Linked DNA regions of Monodelphis domestica: region 1 is linked to region 2. Evidence: chromatin contacts called from public Hi-C data. All regions are on one chromosome and are shown on one strand. Each heading gives the region's core, a stretch centred on a gene start, on an enhancer-like site or on the middle of the called end of the contact. The rest is flanking DNA. Distances are from core to core; before and after follow the strand shown. Region 1 overlaps PHLDB2 (pleckstrin homology like domain family B member 2). Region 2 overlaps PLCXD2 (phosphatidylinositol specific phospholipase C X domain containing 2).

Region 1 (7,607 bases), core at 3,969-6,468, 240 kb before region 2:
GCCCGAGACTGGACCTCAGGGCTCTGGCTGCCTCTTCTCCTTTACCTGATTATAGCAATGTTTGTATGACTATGTATGTGCAAATGTATATATACTGTGTATATACACCGGGCCTGGGATCAGGAATACTTATTGGCTGAGTGACCCTGGGCAAGTCATTTAAGCTCTAACTGCCTCAGTTTTATCATCTGTAAAGTGAAAATTAAAATAGCACCTACTTCCCATAGTTGTTGTGAGGATAAAATGAAATTATTTTTGTAAAATGCTTTGTGAATCGTAAGCATCAAAAAATGCTAGTATTGTTATGTTACATTATATATGTAAATATACACATATTTTTCAGTAATTGGGAAATGATAATTTTAGTCTTGAAAATTAAAATGTGGGTATTCTTTGTGTCTTCCCCTATTTCATTCTTTCATCTAATATTTTTATTATATATATAATATTTTATGTATTCTATTTTAATTATGTTATATATTATTTATTTTAAATTTTTTTAAATTTGAAAATTTGAAAAAACTAATTATTTTACAATATATTAATTATATATTATATATTAATATATATCATATATTAATATATATAATATTTTTTAGCATTACACTTCCTCAGGGATCTTCTAAATTGCCAAAATTGTAATACACTGTGAAAAGAGTTAGGAAGCCTGGCTTGCAGGTTCAGCTCTTCCACCAGCTATCAAAAAGCAATGAATAAGTGCTTGTTCTGTGTCAGGTATTATGTTAGGCAAGAGGGATAAAACAGGGGGGATTTATACCAGGAATGCAAGGATGGTTCAACATTAGGAAAACCATCCACATAATCGACCATATTAACAAGCAAACTGACAAAAATCACATGATTATCTCAATAGATGCAGAAAACAAGTCCTGCTCTAGTTGTGTGAGTCTAAGCAAGTTATTTCCCTTTGCTTACAGGGACTCTTTCTAAAAAAAAAAAAAAGAATGGAACCTCGTAATCTTTCAGTCGCCTTCTTCCTTGAATATCCTATGTTTTTATGCATTGTGTTCATCATTTTCACTATCATTATTTCTATTTTCTCTTTTAAATTGTGGTCTTCAAAGTAACTACATATGACCATTGGTTGTTCACTAACTCTTGTAGTATTAATGTTCATAACACGACAAGGTTTGTGCTTTTTTTCTAGTTAAGTAATTGGTTATAAACGGTTAATGAAATCTAGATGTCTGCCCAGGATATTTCATCATTCCACAGGTTACTTTTTTTTTTCTGGTCTCACATGAGGGAGGTAGAGTGAATTTAAAAAGTCTGAGAAATACTACATTAGTCTAAATGGTTGCATATTCACATTGTTAACAGAGGTTAAGTTTTATACTGAAAAACAATGGATGAGATTCATATTTCACTTTTGTCATTGGTTACAGCACCTCACGGTGCCTAGCGTACAACAGGAATTTAATAAATGTTTGTTGATTGATCGATTTCAGTTTCCTACTCAATCCATCCATTAGCAGCTGAGAGAGATGATAATAATTGGTGGCTAAGGAAAACACCAGTATTTTTAGCCATAGTCTCTTTTAAAGTAAATTCCAAACTCCATATCCATCTTTATCCCAAGTTCTCCAAACAACCTCAGTTGATGCTCTGCCCTCTTAACTCCCTCTCTGCAAACATACCCCTCCAGCTTCACAAATCCTTCAATTCTGAAAAAATCTCGTCCACCCCCATTTGGCAAACAACTCCATCTCAGCAAATAACCCTAGACCCCATCTTTGCAAACAGCCTCCTCTCTACAAATATCCCTTCCTACACACAGCTTTGCAAACATCCCAAACAGTCTTTAAATATTGCTGAAGGTCCCCCATGTCCTCCCCTCAGACATACGCCCCCCACTCTAGCTTCCTGAACTCCGTTCATTTACTTTAAACTTCCTCCTTTTAAAAAAAATTACATCCCCTGGGAAAGAGACTAAAAAAATAATGATTTGCTAGGAAATAGTGTCCTTGTTGTAAATGCCCCTTCGGTCCCTTCCACTGCTTCCTTTGAAGGGGATGCTAACTGGTGAAGCCATAGATAATTAAATTCTGGTTAAATTGTTCAAATACTCTCAGCACAGAGATAATGCTTTTCTATCAAAGAAAAACCCAAAATATGTAGATCCATAATGAAATGAATGCTTGTTTTTAAGCCAATTGAGACGATGTTAAAGTACAAGAAGGAAGGGGTGAAGGACATGTTTTCCCCCTTGCAGATGCCCTATCTATTAGCAGTCATAAATTGTATTGCATTCCCTTTTGTCTCCTCCTTGAGAAAGCTGCCTATGGAGGCAGCTGATATCTCTTCGCTGGCAACAGGCATATCCTCAAAACCCTCCATAAGTCTAAAATAATCAAGAAGAGAACCAAAACCTTCATCTGGTGCCAACCAGACTAGTATGGCAAGATTATGATATGCATAAACTTAAAGGTTTTCACAACAAATGATGAGATAGATGTAAGAGCCATATCTTGATGCCCTCTGTTAATGATAGAAATAATGCCGCAAAGAAGAGAAAGACAAATTTTGGTACATGATGTTTAAGAAAGAGCTCTGGTCGGGGCAACTAAGTGGCTCAGTGGATTGAGAACTAGGCTTAGAGATAGAAGGTCCTGGGATCAAATCTAGCCTCAGATACTCCCTGCATGACCCTAGGAAAGTTATTTAACTCTCATTACCCTCTTCTGCCTTGAAACCAAAAAAGACATTATCGATTCTAACATGGAAGGTAAGAGTTTAAAAAAAGAGTCTGGTCAAAATGTTTTCCTCTAAGAAATTCTGAGGAGAGCAGAAACACTAGATAGTTAACCATCAAGATCATTAATCCATATGTACCAGAATGTAGAATAGTAGCAAAAAAATGGGCAAACTACTTTTCACATTTTATTTGCATTAAATAATAATCTCCAGTTAGGATGTGGGGAAAAAAAACAAATAAAAAATAAAAATAAAAGGAACTAAAAAACACAGAATGAAATGTAGAAAAAGTATTAGCTGTGGAGTTGAAGGATTGGAGTTGAAGGGTTTCAATACTACCTCCGATGCTTAAAACCTCTATGACCTTGGATAAATCACTTAATCACCCCGGATCTCACATTCCTTATCTGCAATATTAGACTAGACAAGATGGTCCTAAGGTCCCTTCCTAGTTCTAGATCTATGATACTGGAAGAGCTTTTTTCTTCAAACGTAATAGATTCTATGAAACTAGGAGATCACTTGCTATCATGAAAACAAAGAGGTTAGGAGTATGAAGAAAGGAGAAAGAGGTGATCTAGCTGGGAATCTGACCTTAGTTTTCCAAAGAGTCAGGTTTTTGTAATATTTTACAAAGTATTTCTTTATACCAGCTAGCCTGGGGCATCTAGGTGGTATAGCAGACAGAGTGCCAGGCTTAGAGTCAGTAAGACTCATCTTTCTGAATCCAAATCCAGCCTCAGACATTTACTACTGGTGTGATCCTCTCTAAGTCACTTAACCCTGTTTGCCTCAGTTTCCTCATTTGTCAAATGATCTGGAGAAGGAAATGGCAAACCAATCCAGTGTCTTTGCCAAGAAAATCCCAAAGAGGGGTCATAAAGAGTCAGACATTACTGGAAAACAATTATGCAACTAGGCTTGGCATCAGTCATTCTAAGATCATTAAAGTAATACTAAATACCTAAATTCCCACATGTTCTAACATTCGGTGACCTATAATATAAGCATATTTATTTATTTCAGGTAGCACATAAGTAATATTAATTATATTACTTTTTAATTTTTAATTAATATTAATTATTTTATATTAATCAATTTAATAATAATTAATAATAAATAATTAATTTTTAATAATTAATATTACTTATGTGCTACCTGAAACAATACATCCTGCAGAACTGCAAGACCTTAAAAAATTATTTCCCATATATTCATGCTGAATATATAAGGTTGACATATTAGAATATCTTTAAAATAAATTTATTACATTATAGATTGGGTGCTGAAAGTGACCTCAGAAGCCATTCATTCATTCATTCATCTATTCCAAAGTTTGCATCTTATATATGAGAGAACTAAGGCCTAGCAAGTTTAAGTAACTTACCTAAGGTAACACATACTGTATGGGTTAGAAGTAGAATTTGAATCCAGGTCCCTTAGGCTGCAGAGCTAATCCATTTTCCAATGCAAAGATTCCTCTTTGCTTTGTGAAACTTATAGAAGTTTATATGGTGGACAATTTGTGATTCCATATACCCTGGAATGCCAATAATTTTAGTGCCAGGCTTGCCAATTTTCCTATGCTGAGCTGACTAAAATTCTATAATTTTCCCAGATATTCCTGACTCTCTATTCTTGTCAAGATTTAGGAGATTCTGCTCTAGTGCCCTGCAGGTAAACTGGTTGTTGAACCTGCTCCTGCTTCTCTAAAATGTAATTGATTATTGAACCTTACAACAACCCTGGGAATTAGGTTCTATCCCCATTTCACAGATGAGGAAACTGAGGCAGACAACGGTTGAATGGCTTACCCAGGGTCACAGTAAGTGTCTGTGGTTAGATTTTAACTTACTCCCTCTAAACTCCAGATCCAGTGCTCTACCTACTGCACCTAGCTGCCCCACTGGGTCCTGTCTGCAATGTATACTTTTATGGAATTCCCTAGGCTACTGAGAAATTAGGTGACTTATCCAGAGTGACCTCGCTAGTATGCGTCACAGAGTGAACCTGAACTCATGTCTTTATGACTTTGATTGCCACTAGGAAATACTTCCTTTCTTGGGAACTTTAAAGTGCAAAATAAATGCCAATTATTAAAATCATTTCTCAATTTGTAGCCTCCTTTTTACGTGCTTCTTTGTTTACCAGCAAGTTTACCACATGGTGGCGCCAGAGAGGAGAAGCTGAAATTGGCTTTTCATCAATAAACACTTGTTCAGTTGAGTAGGTCCTGACTTGGGATCAATTTCACCTACTCACTCCTCTAAAGAAGGGCTGCTGGCAAAAGAGGAAAAGGAAAACGACAACATCCGGTGCATGTTGACCTGGATAATTGAGAGCTGGCATTGGAGATGAAATTGATTGTCAGACTGAAATCTGGAGGGGCAGCTACTGCTCTCAGCCTGTGGCATTCTCAGACCATGGTAAATTTTTTCATCATGGTATCCTGGGAAAGCGGCAGGGCTGCACAGCTCATGCTAATGTGATACGTTACGGATATCTCATTCAACACAGTGTATATGCTGCATTTCGCTATGCATTCCCAGAACCTATAATTCCCTGGACCCTGCTGTGGAAAAAACTTTGCTTCTGTTAATGGTTAGGCAGGGACTTGAGCTAGCCAGAAGGCAGTTAGACTCTCATCTCCCATTCCACAATACATATCTCAGTCTCCCCCATGTCTAGGCTGGCCCTGAAAGGATGCAAGGCTTGGCTTTCTTCCCACTTTACCCTGCCTTGGTTTTAGCATAGGCAGAACATAGGTCAAGGCAACTGATCTTCCAGCCACCAGATTTTTGTTTTTTGTATTTTTGTTCTCTGAGTGAGGCCATGTGGCCAGACCAGCCAAGGACAGCTTCACATACAACAAAACAAAACAAAACCAAAAACCACGCTCTAGTAATGTGGATGAAAGGGAGAAACTGGAGGGAAATACCGTCAGTGTGGTAGGGTCCCTTCCAGCTCTAAATCTATGATTCTATAATATTTTTAAGGTCTACAAAGCCCTTTCTTCACATCAACCCTGCAAAGTAGGCAGAACAACTGTTATTATGTTAGGCTTAGACCAGAAAGAGAAATAATTTCCCCAAAGTTCCATAGTTATTAAATTTCTACCCCCCAAAAGCTGAAAGGATAAGTTGATTAAACCTATATTTCAAGTTGCAATGCATCTATAAATCAATCCCTTCTTTCCTTTATCCCTCCACTCTCTTCCCTCCATTTGCTCTCTTCTTCTCTCCTTCTTTTGCTCCCTCCTTTTTTTCTTCTTTCCTTTCTTCCTCCCTCCTTTTCTTTCCCTTCCTCCCTCCCTCCCTCTCCCTTTCCTTCTTTCCTCTCTTCCTTCCCTCTTTCTTTCTCTAACCCTTCCTTCCTTCCTTCCTTCCTTCCTTCCTTCCTTCCTTCCTTCCTTCCTTCCTTCCTTCCTTCCTTCCTTCCTTCCTTCCTTTTCTGTAATAGATGGCGGCTCATCCTAGTTGTAAGGTGGCTGGGTTCTCAAAGACTATGCCAAAGGAGCACAAACTCTGGAGCACCCTACTCAGCTCAGAATGTTTCAGGTAGAGGCCATGCAGTGATATAGGAAAAATCCTTGGGCAAGTCACTTATCTACTTTGGGACTTCATTTCACTTGTAAAATCCAAAGTTTAACTAAGTGTCCTCTAATGTCACTTTTAGTTCATATTCTATGATCCTCTAACTACGTCTATTTTACAAGGACCAACCTAAACTAAGTTCTGAAAGACATCACCAGAAAGTTTGCCATTAGGCAATGATTTTGTCCAAGGCTACTAGATTGTGCAGTGAACAGAATTCTGGACCTGTAGTCAGGAAGATCTGATTTCAAACCAAGTATCAGTCACTTACTAGCTGTGTGACCCTGGGAAAATTACTTCATCTTGTTTGCCTCAGTTTTCTCATCTGTAAAATGAGCTGCAAGAAGGAAATGGCAAACCACTCCAGTCTCTTTGTCAAGAAAATACCAAATGGGATCATGAAGAGTTGGACACAACTGAAAAATAACTAAATGACAACAACAATTGAGTTATACTCATTTACCAGTTCATGGAACTAGAAGACTATGCTTAGAAAGGTGTAATTAAACATCAGAAATACAGATGAATCCAATTTATTCTAGATGCTGTGTGTTTAAGGGCCTTTCCTACAGTGCCAAGAATGCAAAGAGATGGGAATTAGATAAAATATCTATGAGAATAATAATATTTAGCTTTGCAAAAGCTTAAGATTTCTGCATCTAACAGTTAGTCCCCAAGATGTGCATATAAGAAGCAAAAAAAAAAGTTCAGGAATTCTAGGAAGATGGTTACCTAGAGGAAGTTAGCTCTTTGCCTTGCCACATCAAATAATGATATTAAATAACAATAGTTGCTAACATGTATATAGCAGTTACTATGTATCAGATACTGTACTAAATGCTTTACAACTATTATCTCATTTGATACACAGAACAACTTTGCAAAGTCGGTGCTATTATCTCCATTTTACAGATGAAGAAACTAAGGCAAACAGAGGCTAAATGATTTTCCCTGAGTCACACAGCCAGTAAGCATCTGAGATCAAATTGGAACTTGGGTCTTTCTGACTCCAGGCCCTGGGCTTTGTCTACTGAACCCCCTAAGAAAATACATAAAGAATCACAAAATGCTGCTGATTCAACAAAGATAGGAAGAACCTAATTCCATACTCTTTCTTACCAAAAAACCCACAAACCTCTCCTCCCAGGTTGAAGGCCAACTCACTGACCTCCTCTTCATTCCTGACAACTCCTACTCAGGCCTCTCTGTAGCAAACTGCTATCAGGTCAAGTATAGCAATACATCTCATCTCTCCTGTCCACTGCAGCAACTTTAGGTACAGCCTTCTGGGGACCGATC
Region 2 (6,717 bases), core at 4,020-6,519:
CAGAAGCAAACATTTAGCTGATTGTGGAGTCCAACAATATTCAGTTCTGAATAAGCATAAATACTGTTTTAGTTTTTAAGTCCCACACAACTTGGAAGAATCAATAATGTGGTTGGGGCCACTTTTCTTATGGCAGCCACAGGATGGGTCACTGACCCAAACAGATGTCCCTCTCCACCCGCCTCCCTCTCCTCTCCCAATTCTCTTCCCCGACTCTGTTGTCAAAGGAAGAGAATGTGAGTATCCTTTAACATCTGTGTTAACCTTTTCCTAGGGCTGAGAGGCAGCCAAATCTGGGCCAGTGTTTACAGTAGAATTATAAATCACATCCCTTGCCCCATCCCACTGACTCCAAGACAGACTGTTTCCCAAATGTAAACAAGGATGACAAACCGAAGTGGCAATAATGATCTCCAGCACCCTGCCATATTCATGTGGGCAGCTGCTGGTTTCTGTACTTTGGAAGCAAGATTGAGGACTTTTTTCTTATTTATCCCAAACCTGAAATCCACTTGGTCAACACAGCAGGAAATGATTAAAATGAAACTCAATGACATGCTTAAAATGAAACAGAACAAAATACTGAAGGGGAAAAGCAAGTAAACAGTTCTTTGATCAGTAAGGAGCCCTTGGGTGCCACTGGCATTCTATTCATTAATGCTAGGAACACCTGTCCCCATAGCACCATGGAACTGAAAGTGCCGAGGCTCATAAAACAGGGGAGAACAAACTGTCCTTCCCTAGCCTCCCCGTCACTGTACGGTTACAGACAAGGAGCTGGCAGGCTTCTGATCCAGCCCCATGCAACTTCTCCAGACTAGACAGGGTCTTAGGCTCTTCTCTTCCTCCTCTTCACCTTGTTTGTACTGAAGCAGGGTGCACACAGGGAGCATCCTCTAGTTTCAAGCAACAATACCTTTTTGTTTTACTCTTTCCCTCCCTTTCTTTGACAGTATAATCCCAGACACTGCCTCTTCTAAAGAAACGTTCCAAGACAAGGAAAGCCCGATTTTTCCACTGGGGACTGGGATGTGAGCAATTCAGGGTCTGTAGACAGAGCATCTGAACTTCCCCTTTGTTTGAAGAAGTGGCATTTGTAGCAAGGCTAGAGAAAAAAAGCTGGAGAATGAAGAGATATCTTCTTAGCAGCCGGCTGGATGCTCCCATTGCAGAAAAATGCCAACCTCCAGCTACCAGCAACACAGGGACAAAACAGAAAGCAATTGAAAGAGATGCCCAGCAAGACACACACACACACGCACACACACACACACACTCACACGTGTGTGTGCATGTGTGCAAGTGTGCATACAAATGCATGTGTGTATGTACATATGTGTGTGCACTCCTTCCCCCTCTCCCCACCAAAACCCACATACATTTGGCATCTTGGTTTTTCCTTTTTTTTCCAGACTCCAGAGGCTGCCATTTCTAGAGAATTCCCTGCTGTATAAGGTGCTCCGCAATCAGATCCAGATTGGTAGAAATGCATATTATCTTTCCCTGTTTTCTCCTGCTAGCATTCACTTTTCACTCCTGTTCTGGAGGGTTTTCTTCATAGATGAGATGAAAAATAATTCTCATTATCCATTTCTTCCTCAGCCATTGCACTGGTGCAGCAAGAATGGTCCTGAAAAGTCTACCAAATTTACAAAGTCCTTAGAAAGCATAGGAGAAAAGACAACATAGCGCGAAGGTAAATAGCAGACTGAGTCACACACAGATGCACTGAGAAAGGTGGTCCTGCCAACCTAGAGAAAATGGCCATCCTCTCTGTCCTGGGCAGGAAGGAGTCCTGGAAGCTCCGTCTGACCTAGGAAGCACTGTCAATAAACTGTGTAGAAATAAGTAAATAAATACATAAATTAAGTGAGAAAAGAGCTTTCTCAATCTAGTAAGCACCTCTTATCAATCAAGAAAAGTTTTCTTTTGAGTTTCAAAGTCCTTCATCTAGTGATGGTTAGCTCCAGTCCAAATACCCTGTAGGAGGCTGATCAAATTGACAAATGAAATCAAAGCTCTCCTACTACTGCTTTTTTGTTTTGGGTGACACGCAAACCATCCTAAATGTCCCCCAGGTAGTCTCGGTTCCAGATAATCAGAGAATGGCTCCAAACTCACTGGGAACATGTCAATGCAATGCCATTGCACTTTTCAAGCATGATTTTGCCGTGGTACTGTCACAAAAGACAGACACCAATCCCAGATGTACCCAGAGTTGACCATGACCTCAGTAGCTGGCTTGAGGACCATGCTCTGCCAAAATAATTTAGAATTCAACTGGTATTCCATTAAGTAATGATTCTGAAACAAACAAAAAACCCTGACATGAGATAGCATGCAAATCTAACCCTTCTTCGTACCCAATTTAAAATTTTCTTCTTCCTTTCTTTCTCTTATACACAACTAAAACAAATGGAAAGGAAGTAATGTTTTGGGACTATCAAATACACCTAAATCTCTGGGCTCTATTTCTCTGAGGAAATCAATTGGCATGTGAACAGGGCAAGAAATATAATAGCAGCCCCCTTATTAATACCACCATGCTAAATTCTACTGGCTGGCTCTATAAAGGAGTGGGTCATTTATCTCCTCGCCCCTTCCCTAACACCAGTTCTTTCTTTTTAATACTCAGGGGATCCCATCAGAGTCCTAAGTTGGTGTCTAACTACCACAGGACAGAAACACTTGGAATAGGATGTCTCCCTGTTCACGGATGTCGGGCCTCTTACTGCCATAAACACAACATCTTGAAAGACAGCAGAGAAAGAAACCAGATAATGGACATAAAATACCCCGATGGGACCTATTATCCACATTCCTGACCAATTATTCCATCCTATGATCCAGTGAAAAGAAACTCTGACACTGATTATTTAAAGTGGGATTTCACCCCTTAGAGTTTCCAATATGCCAAAAGTTTCACCTGGAAAACTAAAATTGACAGCCCTATGAATAAAGGAAAAGGGCCTCCACTGAATTCACCTCCAAAACTCTGCCCAGGGACTACTACCATTGGCAGGGACACCTGTCAAAACTCTGCCCTGAATCAATAAATTCAATACGGAGTTAAATAAAAACGAAATCAGCATGTAGCCAGAGCTCTGTCCCCTTGTAGGAGGAGGTCATTCAACTCAATGACAGTCGTGGCAAAGTCCACCAGGTCGACGAAGTCTGACGTGATGATGTTGACCCCTAGTTCTCCAGGCTTTTGTGTCTTCACCCAGTTCAAAATCACAGGAAGGTTCCTAAAAATAATGAATGGAGATTCATTAAATTTAATTAAATTAATTAAATTAAATTAATTAAATTAAAGGGCAGCATATCCAGGGAGTTCTCCTGCTTGATGGTTATAGACTACTTTCAGGGATCTTCAGTGATCCTCTCCAAATAAGAGAATGATTGGAAACCTTCCAGCGTTTAGCCAAGTAACTATACTGCTAGAGAGACGACCATCCAATTAACTCAAATGCCAAGAAGTGCCATGTTAGATCTTGAAGCTATCATGGACTTAACATGGAAAGCTTACCTATGGGAAACCTAATGGAAAACACATTCCTCCATTTACCAATTGGCTTAGATCTCCCAATTCAGGATGCATATGAGTGATTACCACAGTGATTACCAAAGGGCTATTTCAGTGCTGTATTCCTATTAAGAATTACTTCCATTAAGATTTATTGAATCAGGGGGCAGAGGTAAGTGGCACCATGGATAGTGTCAGACCTGGAGCCAGAAGGACTCTGGTTCAAATCGGACCTTGGGAACTTCCTAGCCACCTGCCACTGGGCAAGTCTTTTAACCCTGTTTGTTTGGCTTTTGGCTTTCTGTTGAATTGTTACTAAGACAAAAGGTGAGGGTTTAAAAAAGGCTGAATCAGGAACGCTGCTGTGGGTTCACAGATTGTACATAATTTAAGGTCTTGGGACAGGATAGTCGTTTAAGTAGAGTCAGTCTTAGGTAAGAGTTAGATGGCAAAATTGGCATTTATCAATCCTCTGGCCTTTCCTGGTTTACTTTTCCATTCTCTCCATCCCAACACTACAATGTCTTTTGGGTTGTCTATAGGTGTTCACAGTCTCCCACTGTTGTATGAGGTCCTGATTTACAAGACTGAAACTATTTTCTAAACCTAATTTACTCTACTTTCTCAGGAAGCAGAACCTACTTGTTCTATGTCCTGTTCCCATAAAGACCCCAAATCACTTGGTTCTTTATGGGAAAAAAATCAGAAATCAATTTACAATTAGATATTAAATTAGATATTAATGGTTTGATGTGGTATAGAGTATCCTTGGTCACTGATTCTTAAGACAGAGGATGAAAGTTCAAATTTCACTTCTGACAGCGTATGTGCAAGGAATTTGGGCAAACTGCTTAACCTAACTGGGCCTCAGTTTCCCCATCTGTAAAATGAAGAAATTGGACTATATTATCTCTAAATTCTCTTTCAGCTTAAAGCTTGTGATCCTTTGAAATTCCCAAATCTTTTGCTTTAGTTTAAATAATGTTTTTCTATTGGACTGAACCTGTAATTTTGTGGATAACTTCTGGTGAGGAAATTACTTTTATTAATAATCTGTTCTGCCACTCATAGTCAATTATCTAGGACAATGAGAATTTAGGTGACTTATCTAGTGTCACACAAACAATATGGCTCTGCTTTCAGTCAGGTTTTCCTGACTGTGGCCAGTTCTCTATCCTCTATATTATATTACCTCTCAAATTAATAAATGGCAGAAATTAACACATAAGTGGTGGGTTCATGTGGGAAATCAGCCAATGGTTATCCAGGCTACTGAAGGTTCTGGTCCAACACAGTGCTCTAATCTGGCCTGAGGGCCCTTTCAGTTGGGAGAACCATCACTGAATCCTTCAGGTCAAAAGTCCTGACCGGTCCCAAGGCCATCCAAGCAGATTTCTTTATCTCAGAGAAACCTAAAATGCTAGTGCTAGAAAGGGAACACAGCAAATGAATGAAAACGGTTGGATAAGAATCCGGGTCTCCGGGTTTACATAGGGATGCTCTTTTCACTGCATTATAAGGCTGCCTCCAGGATCTGGTTAACTTTGTCTGGCAGTCCTAAGGAGACAGCGTTGATGGGAAATGTAAACACTACTGGTTGGTGGAAAAAAGGGAACTTTGAAACTCCACCTACTAAAAAGATGCAGCAACGCTGAGTGTCAGGAGAAATTTCACAGCTCTGTGCACTCTCTGAACAGTGGCAGGCTTTAAAAAATGGAACACAAGTGCCCCTCTCTGTTCAGCACAAGAAAATGCAAGTAGCCAATTCCAGCTCCCCTGAGCTAGGATCTGGGGAGGTCAAGCAGGGAGAGGAAAGTATTGTGTTTCTCTGTGGTCACCAGAGACAAAGAACTTTGTTTTAGGTTTCAAGCTGCAGATGTCACCTTTGTTCCAAAGCTGGGGTTACAAAGAAGGAAAGGAAGGTGAAACAAAGAAACAGCTCAGACACTTTCTGGCCCTCTTTTTCCCCTTTTCACCAAAACATGAATCTGTCAATATCAGAATCAGTGATCTTGATGTAAGAGAAGATGTAAGAGGTTTTGCTAAAAATAAGAATCCTTCACTGGCTCAGTTAGGTGGCACAGTAGAGTGCTTGCAGGACCTGAAGTCGAGAAGACTCTTCTTCCTGAGTTAAAATCTGGCCTCAGACACTTACTAGTTGTATGATCCTGGGCAAGTCACTTACTATGTCTGCCTCAGTTTTCTCAGCTGTCAAATGAGCTAAAGAAGGAAATGAAAAACCACTCCAGTATCTTTTCCTAGAAAACCCCAAATGGGGTCACAAAGCATCAGAATTAACTAACTCTGAAAGGTTATAAGGTAGGGAGGTAGAGACCTGCCTCTGCTCTTTTTTTTTTTTTTAACCCTTACCTTCCATTCTAGAATCAATAATGTATATTGGTTCCAAGGCAGAAGAGTGGTAAGGACTAGGCAATGGGGATTAGGTGACTTGCTCAGGGTCACAGCTAGGAAGAGTCTGAGGTCACATTTGAATCCAAGACCTCCCATATCAAGTCCTGGGATTCACCTAGATTCCCCCCATCCCCCATGATCTTGAAAGCTATTGAATGAGCCTGATCTCAGAGTTCTAAGCAGGAATGGAGGTCCTTTCTACTGCTCCCAGGAAGCTTTTTTTGCTCATGATTTTTCAAGCAAAATCATACCTTTTTTGATTCTAGAGAGCAGAGGTAGATTTGAGGTAGGGAAGAAAAGAAGTTGTTTAGGGTAGGAATTCACATAATGAATGTTAAATGTTACTTTTAAAATTGCACATATTTGATTTTTTAAATTAAACAATAGAAAATTCACTTTTGCAATCTCATAGGCAGTTCTTTTGTATTAAGATGAAAAGAAGCATTGTGGATTGTGGACAGGGTACCGCTTTTGGAATTAGGAAGCTCTGTATTCCTATCTAGCCTCCAAACCTTGCCAGCTGTGCAACTCTGGCAAATCCATGTGCTCCAGTTGGCCCTAATACTTATCTAAGTCATAGATGTGAATTCCATCCTTTGGGAATTTGATGAATCAAATCTCATCTCTTATCTACCAGTAGTGGCTAGTAGATAGAATAGAAAAAAGGCAAAATTTTCTCAAAGGTGGAATGAGGTAGGGCACCATTTTGCAAAAGTCTGATTTCTGTCTCCGCCAACAGGAAGTCCTAGCCCCTGGGAGTCTGGTCCAAATTACCTTCG

The links. A called contact is a pair of places that touch in the nucleus more often than the background predicts.
Region 1: a contact with region 2 is called in a Hi-C map of limb, with 4 times the contacts expected there. The contact joins two enhancer-like sites. A contact is called at or near these places in 2 of 2 Hi-C or Micro-C datasets (limb and spleen and liver).

The regions. Positions count from the first base shown.
Region 1 is chr4:72,782,687-72,790,293 of mMonDom1.pri, reverse strand. The region is part of intron 1 of PHLDB2 (pleckstrin homology like domain family B member 2); the gene reads right to left. Among named protein-coding and RNA genes, the nearest start is that of PHLDB2, 9.8 kb to the right of the region's middle. Within about 2 kb of position 5,218, at least 1 of the 2 cell types and tissues checked has open chromatin away from gene starts, as enhancers often do. A contact at or near this core is called in limb, where this site is marked.
Region 2 is chr4:72,546,128-72,552,844 of mMonDom1.pri, reverse strand. PLCXD2 (phosphatidylinositol specific phospholipase C X domain containing 2) reads right to left here. Exons shown (of 6, transcript XM_003341211.4): 6 at 1-3,248. The coding sequence ends at 3,086. Among named protein-coding and RNA genes, the nearest start is that of PLCXD2, 84 kb to the right of the region's middle. Within about 2 kb of position 5,269, at least 1 of the 2 cell types and tissues checked has open chromatin away from gene starts, as enhancers often do. A contact at or near this core is called in limb, where this site is marked.